Regions from separate parts of the Mus musculus genome. Here region 2 is linked to region 1. Evidence: chromatin contacts called from public HiChIP or PLAC-seq data. All regions are on one chromosome and are shown on one strand. Each heading gives the region's core, a stretch centred on a gene start, on an enhancer-like site or on the middle of the called end of the contact. The rest is flanking DNA. Distances are from core to core; before and after follow the strand shown. Region 1 has its middle 22 kb from the start of Smndc1. Region 2 overlaps Acsl5 (acyl-CoA synthetase long-chain family member 5).

What was found. HiChIP or PLAC-seq counts read pairs in DNA pulled down with a chosen protein or histone mark.
Region 2: a FOXA1 HiChIP or PLAC-seq map of pancreatic cancer cells shows a contact between it and region 1. The contact joins two enhancer-like sites. A contact is called at or near these places in 6 of 39 promoter capture datasets (the C10 cell line, the HPC-7 cell line, frontonasal cranial neural crest and 3 more) and 4 of 115 datasets of contacts at active chromatin or transcription factors (embryonic stem cells, epiblast stem cells, large pre-B cells and 1 more).

What each region holds. Positions count from the first base shown.
Region 1 is chr19:53,408,857-53,415,722 of GRCm38.p6, reverse strand. No RefSeq gene overlaps it. Among named protein-coding and RNA genes, the nearest start is that of Smndc1, 22 kb to the right of the region's middle. RefSeq lists an enhancer at 2,254-4,688. Within about 2 kb of position 3,377, at least 140 of the 459 cell types and tissues checked have an H3K27ac peak or open chromatin away from gene starts, as enhancers often do. A contact at or near this core is called in pancreatic cancer cells, where this site is marked.
Region 2 is chr19:55,264,258-55,271,123 of GRCm38.p6, reverse strand. It overlaps Acsl5 (acyl-CoA synthetase long-chain family member 5), which reads right to left. Exons shown (of 22, transcript NM_027976.2): 2 at 2,296-2,480. The coding sequence starts at 2,451. Gm31595 (a long non-coding RNA gene) reads left to right here. Exons shown (of 4, transcript XR_003952865.1): 3 at 1-1,998; 4 at 3,441-3,731. Among named protein-coding and RNA genes, the nearest start is that of Gm31595, 6.5 kb to the left of the region's middle. Within about 2 kb of position 2,688, at least 35 of the 459 cell types and tissues checked have an H3K27ac peak or open chromatin away from gene starts, as enhancers often do. A contact at or near this core is called in pancreatic cancer cells, where this site is marked.

The DNA of each region.
Region 1 (6,866 bases), core at 2,128-4,627:
ACAGAGATTTAGACCTACTCTCCAATTTCACTGCCAATCTGAGGCCTGTCGTGGAATCAGCTTAGCTTTCTCAATATTAAAATAGGGAGAAAAAAAAAGTAAAAACTTAAAGCAACAAAAAGTATTAAATTTTCATGGAAACCACGAGTGCCTTCCAGTGACTCTCCTTGGGTTTTCTTGAAGTGAGGCACCTGTGCCTCAGACACATTTGCATATCCAACAGATGCTCTAGAGTCTAGAACGGAGAGGATCAAAATATCTACCGCACAGGCCTGGAACGGGAAAACGGAGCTGAGAGGAAAGAAAGCGAGCTGGCAGCGGCCGGGAAGAGGAACATAGGAAGGACACGAAGTCCTCACGACGCAGAGCCCGGCTAAGTGGGGATGTATTCTACTGAGAGCATTTCTTGCCATATGAGCCGGTCCAGAACCCCGTGCCAGCCAGGAACGGACAAGGAACACCGCGATCTTCTTCATTTGCATGCCATTACCCAGAATGCTCTGGGCCTTTCTTCTTTCCTTTTTAAAAGGATGCTGCTAACGTCAGCGCTTGAGTACAAAAAAAAAATTAATTTTAGATATTTTAAGATTATCGATTCCACTTGCTAACGGGGTTCTTCATTGACGTTTTGAGTTTATAATACCTGACGTCAACTAATTTGTCCAAATGGTCAGGCGGCTTCTGTAATATTCTCTCAACTTAACAGTTTAACTCTGTGGGAGATAACTCAGAACAACCCATTTCTCTTTTAAAAGCCATAGCACGTGTTACTTTGGGTTGAGTTGCTCTCGTGCCTTAACTTCTTCCCTTAGGTCTCTGGGTAGATAGATAAGGCATGAAACCAACGTCGGAGAACGCTTCTTCCTGGCTCCTCACAAGTTGCCTGTCACCCTTTCAGATTGCCGAGCCATAAAGTCAGATACTGCGACTGTGGGACTAAATGCTGAGTGTGTAGGCAGAGTGTATGTGTTGAACGTGCCTATCGCATATGTATTATCTGTCAAGGATTATCAGTGTGTGCTGAGCGTGAGTGAATGAGAGAGAGAGAGAGTGTGTGTGTGTGTGTGTGTGTGGTGGGTGTATTGAGGGACTGTGAATTGATTGTGGTTTCATTGTGTATTAAATGTCTGGGTGTGAGTCTGTGTCACTGAATGTGGCGTGTGTGGGTGTGGGTGTAGCACCTGTGTGGATCTGTGGGAAAGTGTGCCTACAAATGTGCCCATGGTAAAAATAGATGTGTAAACACACCAAGGGATTGAACTATCCACCATAGGTCGCCCATGGAGACTTGTTTCTTTTCTTTGGTTTGCAGTTTGTCAGAAACAAGACAAAAAAAAAAGGCTGGGCATTACTTAGTTAAGAGACTTTTTCTTTTACTAATTGGTCAAAGCAGAGGCCATCAGGGCTGCTCTCAGGACTGCTACCTTCTCTGTCTTTCTTCACTGTGGCACAAAGCCCAGCCCCTTCTAAGTTAAAAATAAAACTACTTAGGGTCCATCATCAGGACTCAGTGGGTACAGGCTCTTGCCACCAAGTCTGAGTTCAGTCATTGGGATCCATGTGGCGGAGGGAGGGAGGGAGGGAAGCGACTCCCACACAGAATGCCCTTTGATCTCTACAAGTGAGTCATGGCTTGCATGCCACCACCACCACCCCCACCCCCCACCCATCCAAATGTAAATAAGTAAATGCAGTACAGTTTCCAAGTTTTTAAAGACGAATTCTTCATGTCTCTCTGTCTCTGTCTCTGTCTGTATCTGTATCTGTGGTGTGTGTGTGTGTGTGTGTGTGTGTGTGTGTGCGCGCGCGCACACGCGAGTGTCATCTGTGTTCACGTGCCCACAGAAGCTAGAATCAGGTATGAGAGAGATAGATCCCTTGGAGCTGGACTTACAGGCTGTTATGAGTTAAACTCTGGTCTTCTACAAGTGTGGCACATATTTAACCAACGAGCCTCTAGACCATAAATTTAGCAACCTTTGTTTTGTTTTCGTGAGACAGGCTCTTAATCAGCCAGTTAAAAAAAATAAACAGGGCTGGTGAGATGGCTCAGTGGGTAAGAGCACCCGGCTGCTCTTCCGAAGGTCCGGAGTTCAAATCCCAGCAACCACATGGTGGCTCACAACCATCCGTAACGAGATCTGACTCCCTCTTCTGGAATGTCTGAAGACAGCTACAGTGTACTTACATATAATCAATAAATAAATCTTTAAAAAAAAAATAAACAAACGAATGCCCAGTAAATAGTAGCTGGCATGTGATCGCCTCCTTTCAAACCATAGCCCTATGTCATAGCTCCAAAGCCAGTGGCCATCAGAGCCACTTGGGGAGATTTCTATGTAACGCCTAGGAACCGAGAAATTCCTTACAATACAGAAAGAACTTATTACCCCAAGTTCCCCGTGCCTGTCGTATCCATCCAAATTTAGGGACCACTGGCCTCAGGTATGCCATTTCTGTCAAAATGTGTATATTCTGTGGTGTTTGTCCCAATGGCCTGTCGAGATGCTCAAAAGAAGCTTCGTGGAAGACAGAGAAGGGCTAATTCAGTGATGGCATACGTTGTCTATCTCTGAACTTAATCTGGAGAGAATTTAACAGTGTCTGTCTACATTGAACTTAACCCCAACCTCCTTTAGAGCTTTCCGTGTTGGTTTGGAGGTGGTGGTGGTGGTGGTGGTGGTGGTGGTGGTGGTGGTGGTGGTGGTTGAGACTCACTATGTAGCCCTGGTTGGATTGTAGGTTGTTATGTAGATCAGGCTACCCTGGAATACACAGAGAGCCACCTGCCTTCGCCTCTTCCTTTTACTGAAAAAAGAAAGGATGTGAACGTGTAAAATTAGACTCTAGGTCATCATAAAATTGTTTCTTGGCACTTCCTGGGGGGGGGGGGGGAATCTCATGCCACCTTAAGAAGAAAGCTTTTCAGGTTGGTCAGAGCCCAGTGGTGGCCTCTGACCCTGGAGAAAGGGACCTGCCCCCCCTGTTTGCTTACTAGGGAGGGCCTTAGACAGTGAAATGATGGAGAACAGGGCTGTTTCCCACACTCAGACTTACAGCCAGCTGAAAAAAAACACAGAAAGGCACCACAGAAAGAAAAGGACAAAGAGCTGGGGTGTGGGGGAAGGGGTTGGGAAGGTAAGGCCTGGCTCCCCGTGGTGGTCCCCAACCAGCCTCCGGGACTTTAAGAAACCAGCTCTCCACACAATCTTTCCCCTGTTTCTCTAACCTAGAAATAGCACAATGGAGCACGGTTGTTCCATTGCATTCTTCCTGCGGAGAGGGAGCAGGGAGTTCAGGACTCCTTGCAATCTGAATCTCAGGAATGCAGAAGAAACAGCCCGCCTCCTGCCTTGGAACTGAGCCTCTATTGAAATTTGACTCATCCTTAGCGGGGTTTATTGTGTTTTCTGCTCTCTTTCCTTGTGACACACAGCCCTAGGTGAGTAATGCTCTCTGCCTGAAGAGGAAAAAAATAGATCCCCAAATGCCTTCCATTATGCTGAAGGCCTTGTCACCAGCTGTGGTGGCAGGGGGTGTGGTGACCATCCATTAGCACAGGCAGACTCAGAACCCCGGACTCCCTCTACTGAGGCTATTTATGATTCTGAGAACCCAGGCAAGGATAGAAAGCCCACCCCCACACACAGAGAAGGCTAAAAGGCCTCCTGGAAGTCAGAATGGTCAAGAGTCCTTAGCTGTGGGAAATCTCAAAGGCCCCCTGAAGGGCACAATTAAACCTACGGTCTGCTGCCTCACCTGGCCTGGCCCCTTCTCATAGCTGTAAAGACCACCTTTTCACCCAACTAGAAACAACTAATATTTGTCGAGTTCCTGTTACATGCCAGGCACAGGGTGGAACATTTCCCGTTGCTGTTATGTTATCCACACACAGAGAACATGGATGCACAGCCTCATGAGAACATCCGCTTGGTTATATTCGAGTGTTTGAATAATGATCAAGCAAAGTGCTGTTGCTTCCTTTGCTTGGCTCTACAGACCATCAAAGCTTCATTCCCGAGCCGGTACTCCTGACAGATGGATGAGCCCAGGCTTCCTCAAGACGTTTTTTGTGACTATCAACAAGGAAGAGAAGAGTTTGCAGTCACTATTGGCGAGATGACAGAAAGCACAGAGAATAAATGCTTGCCCTGTGTGCTCACACCCCTACCCACCCCCAGGAAACTTGGGGTTGGGGTGTCGTGATATGGGTCAGTAGGGAAAGCGTTGGCTATTAGTTTGGAACCCTGGCTTCCACATAAGGTCTGAGAGCTCTGTCACTCCAGTGTTGGGTGGGGAGGGCAGAGGCAGGCACAGCCCCAGGGGAGCCAGCAAGCCAGTCTTACTAAAGCAACAAAGCTCCGGGTTTAATGAGATTCAGTATCAGAAAATAAAGGGAGAGAAGGTCTTGAAGAAGCCATTCCAGTGTAAGACCTCTGGCATCCACATATACCCAGTGGGTGAATGTCCGTCCTGTCCCGTCGTGGTCCCCCCCCCCCCCCCACAGAAACTTGTTTTTATTTGGATATTTTGTTTCTAAAACAGGGTCTGAGCTGGGGGTCATTAATCCCAGCACTCAGAAGGCAGAGGCAGATGGATCTCTGAGTTTGAAGCTAGCCTGGTTTACAGAGTGAGTTCTAGGACAGCCAGGGCTACACAGAGAAACCCTGTCTCTACAACCCCACCACCACACACAAAAACAAAACAAACAAAAACAACAAAAGAATGGGGTCTGTAGGCCAGGCTGCCCTCAACCTCCTTATGTGGCCACGGATGATCTCCGACTTCCAACCCTATGATCTCCGACTTCCAACCCTCCCCCTCTCAAAAGCTGGGGTCTCAGGGGATTCCACACCCTTGCTTGATTTATAAGTGTTGGAGATGGAACCCAGGGCTTCAACCTTGCCAGGCAAACACTCTACCAAACAAGATATATCCCTAGCCAAGGCACAAGGACACACATTCTAAAGTGTAATAAAAAAATTAAAATTAAAAGCAAAAAACAAAGCAAACTCTCTCAAAACCCCTAGTCAGCTAAAAGTCTCCTTTAAGTTCTGTGATACCAGAAACACCTTCTCACCTTCTGGACTTGATCTATCCAGCTGGAGCTACACTGGGAGAAAATTAAATGTTGTCTCAACGGCACTTTCTTATTCAGCTAATTGATTTTTTTTTTAAACCAGAATAACAACAATGCTTGAACATCCAAATGCCTAATTATCACCAGCTTTCCGTTCCCCCTGTCGTTAACTTCACAGCTGCCTTGGTGACAAGCCGGACCGCAGAAATGTCAGCTCCGGATTCTGCCAAGGTCAGGGTAAGTTTCAGCTGGGCTTCAGCAGCACACATAGGAGAGACCACTGTGGGTCGGGAGAGGAAGGGCTGGGGGCTGGCAATGCTAAGCAACTTGCCTAGAATCAAACAGCTAGTCGCCTTCCGTGCTGGAAGTGAAGCTCGGGCTTTCTGGCTCCTTAATAATTCTGTTTTCAGCTAAAGGATGCACAGAAAAGTGTACACATCCGAGGTGTATGAGCAGAGAAATCATCTTTACTTGAGCATACACAAGTTATCTCAAGCCAAGTCAAGGGACAGCTCATCTGCAGCCTCCCACGCGGCCCCGGGCGCTCCCCTCCCAGCTTCCGGGAGAGCCCCTCCCAGGCAGCCACTGTCCCGGGACCACAGGTTGGTTTAGCTTGTTCCCCCCCCCCCCCCGTGCTTTCCACAAACGGCCAGTTCATCTGCTTCACTGCTCCTCAAATCTGAAAAATGAACTTTAGGCTAGTGAGATGGCTCATCAGGTAAAAAGGGCCCACTGCCCAGCCTGGCAGCCTGAGTGTGATCCCCAGGACCCACATCGCAGAAAGAGATAGCCAGCTATCCTCTGGTCTCCACGTGCACCGTGGCACAAGGACACACACACACTAAAGTGTAATAAAAACTTAAAATTCAAAACACACTATTTTTCATGAAACATATTAAAGTGGACACTAAGCATCTTGGAGTGGGCGGGGCACTAAGATGGCATCTTGTGGGCGGAGCACCAAGCAGGTTGGCTTGGGGACAGTTCAGGGGCATTTGTCTACAATGTAAATAAATCCGATCTCCAACACTTGATACAAAATAAACCAGTAAATCGCACAGAAGGATGTCCACACAGAAGGCCTGCTAAGGAGGAAGGCCTTCCTTCCAGGAAGGTAGAACTGCTTTGGAATAAACGGACGAGATGACTGCCGAGCCGCGAAAGTGCGGGGCATACGCAACTGTTTACTTGCAAATGATTAATTCTGTGTTCTGAAATTTTCATTTCAATTCAAAGACAACCTCATCACTTAAGACATGTGTCTTGTTTGTAAATTTAAACTAAAAAAAAAGAAAAAGAAAAAAGAAAAAAAGAAAGAAAAAAAATCTGCCAGGAGGTACTGGCACACACCTTTTAATCCCAGCACTACGGAGGCAAGTGGATCTCTGTGACTTGGAGGCCAGCCTGGTCTACAGAGCTAGTTCTAGGTCAGCCAAGGCTATCCCAAGAAATCCTGTCTCAAAAAAACAAACAAAAAAAAAAAACAAAAAAAAAAAACAAAAAACAAAAACTAAATAAACTAATCAATATCCAACTCTTGGAAAATGATGGCTTCTCTCTGCCAGGGACCATCAATGTATTTATGGACTCCGCAAGGCCTGACCAGGAAGTCTTCTGAGGCCCACAGAGCACCTTCCTCTGGCTCTTTTCTTGCACGTGGGTGGCTGCCATCCTCAGGCCTTCATCAAGCAGTACTCAAAGCTCGAGGTTAGCTCTCTGTCCTCATTTTGGGCAGCAGGTGACCAGCAATCCTACAGGCTTCTGTGACACCATACTGGTCTGTTTC
Region 2 (6,866 bases), core at 1,439-3,938, 1.9 Mb before region 1:
CCAACATCCGTCAGTCCCTACCTGTTACAGGGTTTGGCTTGCATGCCCTGCACCCTAACCTAAACTCCAGCCCAGAAGCTAGGTTGCTCTTCTAGCTGCCCTTCCCTATATAATTCAGCCATGTTGGTTACCAGGCCATGTTCATCTACCCCTTACCCTCCTGGCCTCTTGGTCTAGCTCTTTCTCTCCCCTCCCCCACCTCTTTACGTGAGCCAGCTCAGGGTCAATTTTTCCTCTAGACTCTCCCAGATGTCTTTGCCTCTGGCTATGCTCTCCCTTCGGTCTACAATAAACCTTCTCCTCCTCCATGTCTAGGAAGCAGTAATGCCCCTCCTTTTGATTCCTTTTTTCATTCCTCTGGTGCTGGAACCCAGGATTGGTATATAGGAATTCCCTTCCAAGGAACTTGGCCTCTCTGAACCAAGCTGCTGACTTGACTATTCTAAGGTACGTATGGATCATTTGTTTCTGCTGACTCCTGCCATCCATCAAATTTCACCCCAAATTCTAGAGTCCACCTTCTCAGCTACTCCTCCCCTCCGCTCGCTCTAACAGTTCCTTGCCCTGTGTGTTTCTCCAGCTCCTTCTACACCCTCCCCAGGCTCCCACCTGGACACTCAGCTCTGGCCTGCTGACAGGCCAGCTCCCCTTTCCCAGGCCTCTTATCTCTCTAACCTAGCTCTAGGGAGCTAGGAACTGCAGCCCCGCAGCAGCTGCTCTCAGCTCCTTCCTTCCTTCCTTCCTTCCTTCCTTCCTTCCTTCCTTCCTTCCTTCCTCCCCCCCCCCTCTCTTTTTCATTCAGGTCCCAGGGGATTGAGCTCATGGAGTAAGCTCCTTTACCCACTGAGCTATGTCAGCAACCCCTAGTCAATGTCTTAAATCTAAAGTTGTGGTATGGTCATGTTATAATATACATGTACATACTCATACAAGTACATGTGTGTGAATGTCTATGTGTGCGTGTATGTGTGTGTACTCCTAAGTATGTGAAGAGAGAACTATAACTCATAACCAGAGAGCTTGCCACACTTGAACTTCACAGATGTCAGAACTGGGTGTTGTGCCTTTACAGGCATTCCTAAATTACAGTAATTTATTGTGTTGGAATAATGTGTAGGTGTGCATACCATGGCACATGCATGGGTGGCTGAGGACACTTCTGTGACACTTGCTTCTCCCCTTCCATCTTCCCACAGCTTCTGGGAATTGAGCTCAGGTCTCCAGCCCGCAGAGCAAGCATCTTAATCCACTGAGCACTTCACTAGCAAAAAAGCAGATGTCTTCCCAGCTGTGAGTTATGCAGAATCAGAGTTGGTGGCTAACTCTGAGTTAAGCTGCTGCTTTTTATGAATTACGTTTCATTAACACACTTCTGATCATTTATTTACAGGTCGCTGGTGCTTTCACTCTCTAACAGCATTAAGTGGAGGCCAGCTCCAGGTGCATGTGGCCCAGAAAACCTTCACAATTTACTGCCTGCCTCTTACAGGGGGTCCGGTGCTTCAGGGGAATCAAAACATGGTGGAAGGAAACAATAGAAGCAGAGGGGGAGGAGCCTAGATGACTGAGGATGGTTTCAGGAAGATGCATTGTTGAAAGGGGATGTGGAAGGTGGAGTGGTCAGGACACAAGTGTCAGTCAGTTGAGAGGAAGGCTGAAGGCTGGTGGCTTATAAATGGAACAGGTGAGGGAAGTTGTGGACAGAGTAGGAGGGCTCAACTGGCCAGAGACAAGGATGCTCTTTTCTCTGAAGAGGAAACTGGATGAAAATGGGTTGTGCTTGCCGCTTGCGGAGGCGGAGGGAAGGAAATGCAGGGAAGGCATGCTTGGTCAGGAGGAAACTGGGCATCTTGCTGAAAGCCAGAGGAATGTGCCCGGTTCAGCTTCCACCAGTACTGACCAGTGAATATTAGCTGAAACTCAGACCTGCAGAAAGCAGCCACTTCAGACGCTGGATGCCTCCAGGAAGCTGGCCTCCTAGCAAAGTCTCTCTAAATAGTAAGTAGTTTCATAGAACATACAAAAACTGCTCCTTATAAACAATTCACCTAGTTAAAGAGTTGGAACTCTATCCTTAGTTTACATCTGCATAGGAAGGGGAGTAGTTAGCAACCCACAATCTAGGCCACCACCTTATACTACTGGTTTTATTGTGTTTCGAGGGAAATTTGCTAGAAAAAGACATTTGCAGACTGAAGGTTCACTTCCCCAGTTCTTTCCCTTCATATGTTACCCCCACCAGGGTTTGAATTGCAGTATGTGCTCAGTCAAGGCTGACAAACTGAAGGTCATTACCTCAATCCCCACAGACTGGTTGTCCAAGTCAATGAGAGGTAAAACTGGCTGAGGTCTGTTGATCAGCCACAGGAAGATGGCCGTTCCAAACGTCAGGAGGCAGATCAGGGCCGGAGTTGGAAGTGGGGAAAACAAGAAGTTAAAAATAAAAAGCATCTTTGTGAATACCAACAGGAAATTCAGACCTTAAAAAAAAAAGAAAAAACAAAGAAAAAGTTAGAGGAAGTGGGTGCATTTTTATGTTTTACTCTGTTTACAGAGGGACACACATGTTCTCTCTCTCTCTCTCTCTCTCTCTCTCTCTCTCTTTCTCTCTCCCTCCCTCCCTCTCTCATATGCTCTCTGAACAGAGCTGGGCCTCTCTAGAATTTCTTGCACTGTTTACCTTGGCAATGTTGGAAATAATGGAAGCAGTCTCCACCCCAGCTACTTGACCGTCCTCACACAAGGCAGAAGGAATCAAAGAAGACAAGTTAATCATTTCCCAATTTCGAGAACCAACTGCTTCTTTATTTATGGCCCACAGAACCCAGAAGGCCACCTTGCCACCTAGCATAGTAGGGGAGGGTGTGCAGACAGCCTCCCCTGCTCAGGCAGAGTCCAGCTCTTCCACCTGGGCTCCCCTGACATAAACTAAACAGTAGGGACCTCTACAGAGGTGACGTCACAGCTTTCACAAACCAATCATCCTGCAGGAAAGATGCTCCTGTATCCCACATCACCATCTCAGAAGCCCTGGGGAACCATTTCTCTTGAGATCAACATTGGACGTACAGAGAAAGGCAGTCAAGAATGTACCCAACACGATGAACAGATAGGATTTGGGCTCTTGAAGGAACTGGAGCACACAAGCTTCCGCTCATATAGCTCTTTATAGCATTTCAGCCACCCCATAAGTGAGCCAGCCTTTCTGTGTGTCCTTTCATAAGTTTCAGACTTGGATAGGTTAGTAGCAGCCGATAAGTACTGATTATGCCCAGCACTGAGCAGAGGTAGATACCAGCATCATGAAGTACTGTTTCACAGAAAAGAACATAAGCCTCACGGGGGTGGGAGGCAGAGACTTTTCCAAGTCCACACCCTGGTTTTCCAGCCTTCTCCAGGAAGAGCTATCATACACCTAGTTGTTTTCTTATTGTTCCTAGGCTCAGGACTCAGGAACTGAATATCTGGGGCCTTACAGATCACAGCAAATGAAGTCCCAGATCTGCATTCTTCAAACTTGACTGCAACACACAGCAGAACAGCATCTCAGAGTCCAGGTCAATTGATCCTACTCAAAATCAAAGGGGCAAAACAAGCCCAATAAAAATCTTTGTCAGATCAGGATCTTAGCTATGCTTAGAGTTTTGTGTTAGGCACCTGGAACCTTCTTCCATGAAGGCAATTCTTCATTCCAGTCCAGAATAGCCCTAACACATCAAGGGGGAGGGTTCTTTTTTTTTGGGGGGGGGGACAAGAAAGAATGCCAGGTCCTTGTTCTCATGGTCGGTCCCTTGCTTAACTATAGGGTGGTTACTTTCCATTTTATGGAGGAAAACTAAACTCCAGAGTCTGAGATATCAGCTCTGAAACACCTTCTACACTGAATCCAGGGGTAGAAAATAAAAGAAAACCAGGACCCACCTATTACCCAAGCTGGGGTGTGAAACATTAGGGAGCAATCGTGATTCCCTGGCAGGGTTCTGATAGTTGGGGCTTGGCAATCCAGCTATACCTGGGCTTGTCCAGCCATGAGGGACTCCAGGAGCCAAAGCCAGTAAGAGCAGCCAGGTAGGTCACCGTTTTTAGGGCAGCTATTTCAACCCAGAGTGAAAGGGAGATGGCCCCAGGGAAACTGTGGCTTTGGCAGCAAGTAGCAGAGCCAGTTAGAAATCTAGTTAGTACTTGTCCCTACCTGCCTCTCCTGGGCTGGGCACGGCTGTTAGCCAAGTTGGATTTTATCACCTGGGGTTTCTACCTTTGTCAAAAGCACACCTACAAATAGATCCTTACCTGACATCTTTCAACAATGAAAACAAATTTGAGGCACCAAGAATGTTGCCATCTCCTCTAGAGGACAAGCTGACCTTAAATGAGAGATTTACAAATTCTATCTTCAAAGCAGGGTCAGAAGATGAAGTTTCTGTCCAGTGGTGGTGGGTATGGTAGAAGTGTAAGGGGTAGGAGGACCAATGTCCTGGGAGGTAACCCCCTGGGAGAAAGGAGACTGGACATCCTTGACTAGTCTCAAGAGGGGCAAATGCTGTCAATCACAGCTAATTGTTACCACATAGTAACATGGGCCAAGAGTCACTAGGTTGTCAAATTTTCCACTTAGATAACCCAGAACACTAGAAATCATAAAAACAAACCAAAAAAACCCCCTCAGTTTCAACGAGTAGGAAGCTTTTTAAAAGAAACTAATAAGAACACATCTACTGTAATTTGAACCATAGTCTGCCTGTATTTGACTAGTCCTTCCAGACATACTTTTGTCATATTGCTTACAAAGAGAGTGTGTCTGTCCATGCCACTACAAACATTGGCCAGATTTACACATTTGAAGAGAATGAAAGGACCTTGGATATGCTGGCAAGGGATTTGGTGAGCTGAAGGTACTGAAGGGTCTGTGTATCTGCCAGCAGAAATGACTACCTTGCTGACTGAGTTCCCAACTTAAGAAGATTCAGTCATTTCCGATGGTTTTCATTGCTGCCCTTACGCTGTTTCAAACGCATAACTAACACCCAGCAGAATCATCCCTTCTAACATGGACAATTCAGGAGCATGCAACGTCAATCATGTTCTTGCTGTACAAGCACAGTTCCATCCCCAGCACCCATGTAAGAATTACAGACAACCCGAACAGTAGAGAGGCAGAGACAGTCAGACCCCTGGGGCTCACCGCCCAGCCAGGTTACCTCCATCACCAAGCTCTAGGTCCCAGCACAGAACCTGCCTCAAAACATGAGGTAGCCATGTCCTGAGAAACCACACCTGGAGTTAACGTTGCCTGTGCACATCTGTATGTATGCACTCTCCCGTGTGTACCTGAATACTCACATGCACACTCAGACGAAATAGCCCTGGATGCGGATGCTAAGGTTACCATTCTAGCATTTAGAATCTACAAACAGCACCAGATGTGCTCAGATAAACTGAGGAAGCCACCATTCCTCTTATCCTGTGTCCTATGTGTGCACTTGGGATCCAGACGCCTCTGAAATCCCTCTGTGAGCACTAGCATGTGGCATTTGTTCTTTACATTAATGTCACACCTCTGTGGGGAAAAACGTGCAAGGGAGAACTACAATCATGGTAAGTAACAAAAAAAAAAAAAAAAAGAGGAACTATGTCCTGCTGTGCCTAGGAGATTCAGTCCTGACCACCTACAACACAAAGAGGAAACCACATTATACCTGAGGACACCCCAACTGGACAGCTTCCTCTACTTTTGGACCGAGTGGCAGCAACATGTCTCTACCCAAATCCCACCTTGGCTGTGTCTCACCTCCTGTGGGGAGGCTGCACAGCTTTAGGCAAAGCCACCCATTTCCTAGCTTCTAAAGTGTCCTTGTCTGGGCTGTTAATGGAAGCACAGCTCCTGGCTGCAGACCTCTTTACAAGCTCCCTGAGCCAATGGTGCTTGAATGCTGCCCCCTTTGTGGAGTCAGTGCAACATTTATTCATTAAGTTTCATTTCATTAGAATGAAGATCTTGAGGGACCCTCTGACAGTATCAGTCAAACAGCAGGTGGTTTGCTATTGTGAATCTTTTGGGTTAACTCTATAGGTTAATTTATTTTTTTTCCCTTGATAAGTCTCTTTCTTGTAAAATATATTTGTGTGCAGAGGTCTGGGTTGGATTACTAGCACTGCGAAATAATTTTTGAAATTAAATGAATAATAGATTGTGTTTTGGGGTCTGGAGAGCTGGCTCAGTGGTTAAGAGCATGTTCTGCCCCTGTGGATGACCTGAAGTCATCCTTGCACCTACAGGATTTGGAAGGGCTCAGAACCACCTGTGAGTCCAGCTTCAAGGATCTGATGCCCTCTTCAAGCCTCTGCAGGCACCTGCACACATGTAGCATTCACTCACACAGACGAACACACATCCACACAGAGAAGATGATAATTCTAACCTGATTGTATTTGTTTTACCTCCGTTCTGTTCAGAACCTCGCCTTTCAGCTGGGTCTCACCTTGAGCCTATGGAACCTGCTCATCTCATTGCCTGTAGCTCTTCCCAGGTCCAACAGGCCTGCACTCTGCTCAAAACCATCATTGCTTGCCCTCCTGAATGCTGCTTTCTCTTCATGGACCACTTTCTCTGCTAGTGCTGGTATTGTGAGTGTGGGCTTGGGCCTGTTTCAGCCCGGGGAAGGCTGTGCATGCTCACGATTCCAATCATCTGAAACAGGCCCAGCCCTGTAATCCACTGCTTCTCTGAGCTAACCTCCTTACCGGAACAGGGGCTTTTATGTTGTTTCTTGCTGAGCCTACAGTATCTATACCATGCCAAACTTCTAGTAAACTCTAAGCTAACTACTCTTCCAGTTAGGATAACCTGCTCTAAGCAGTTTCAAGTC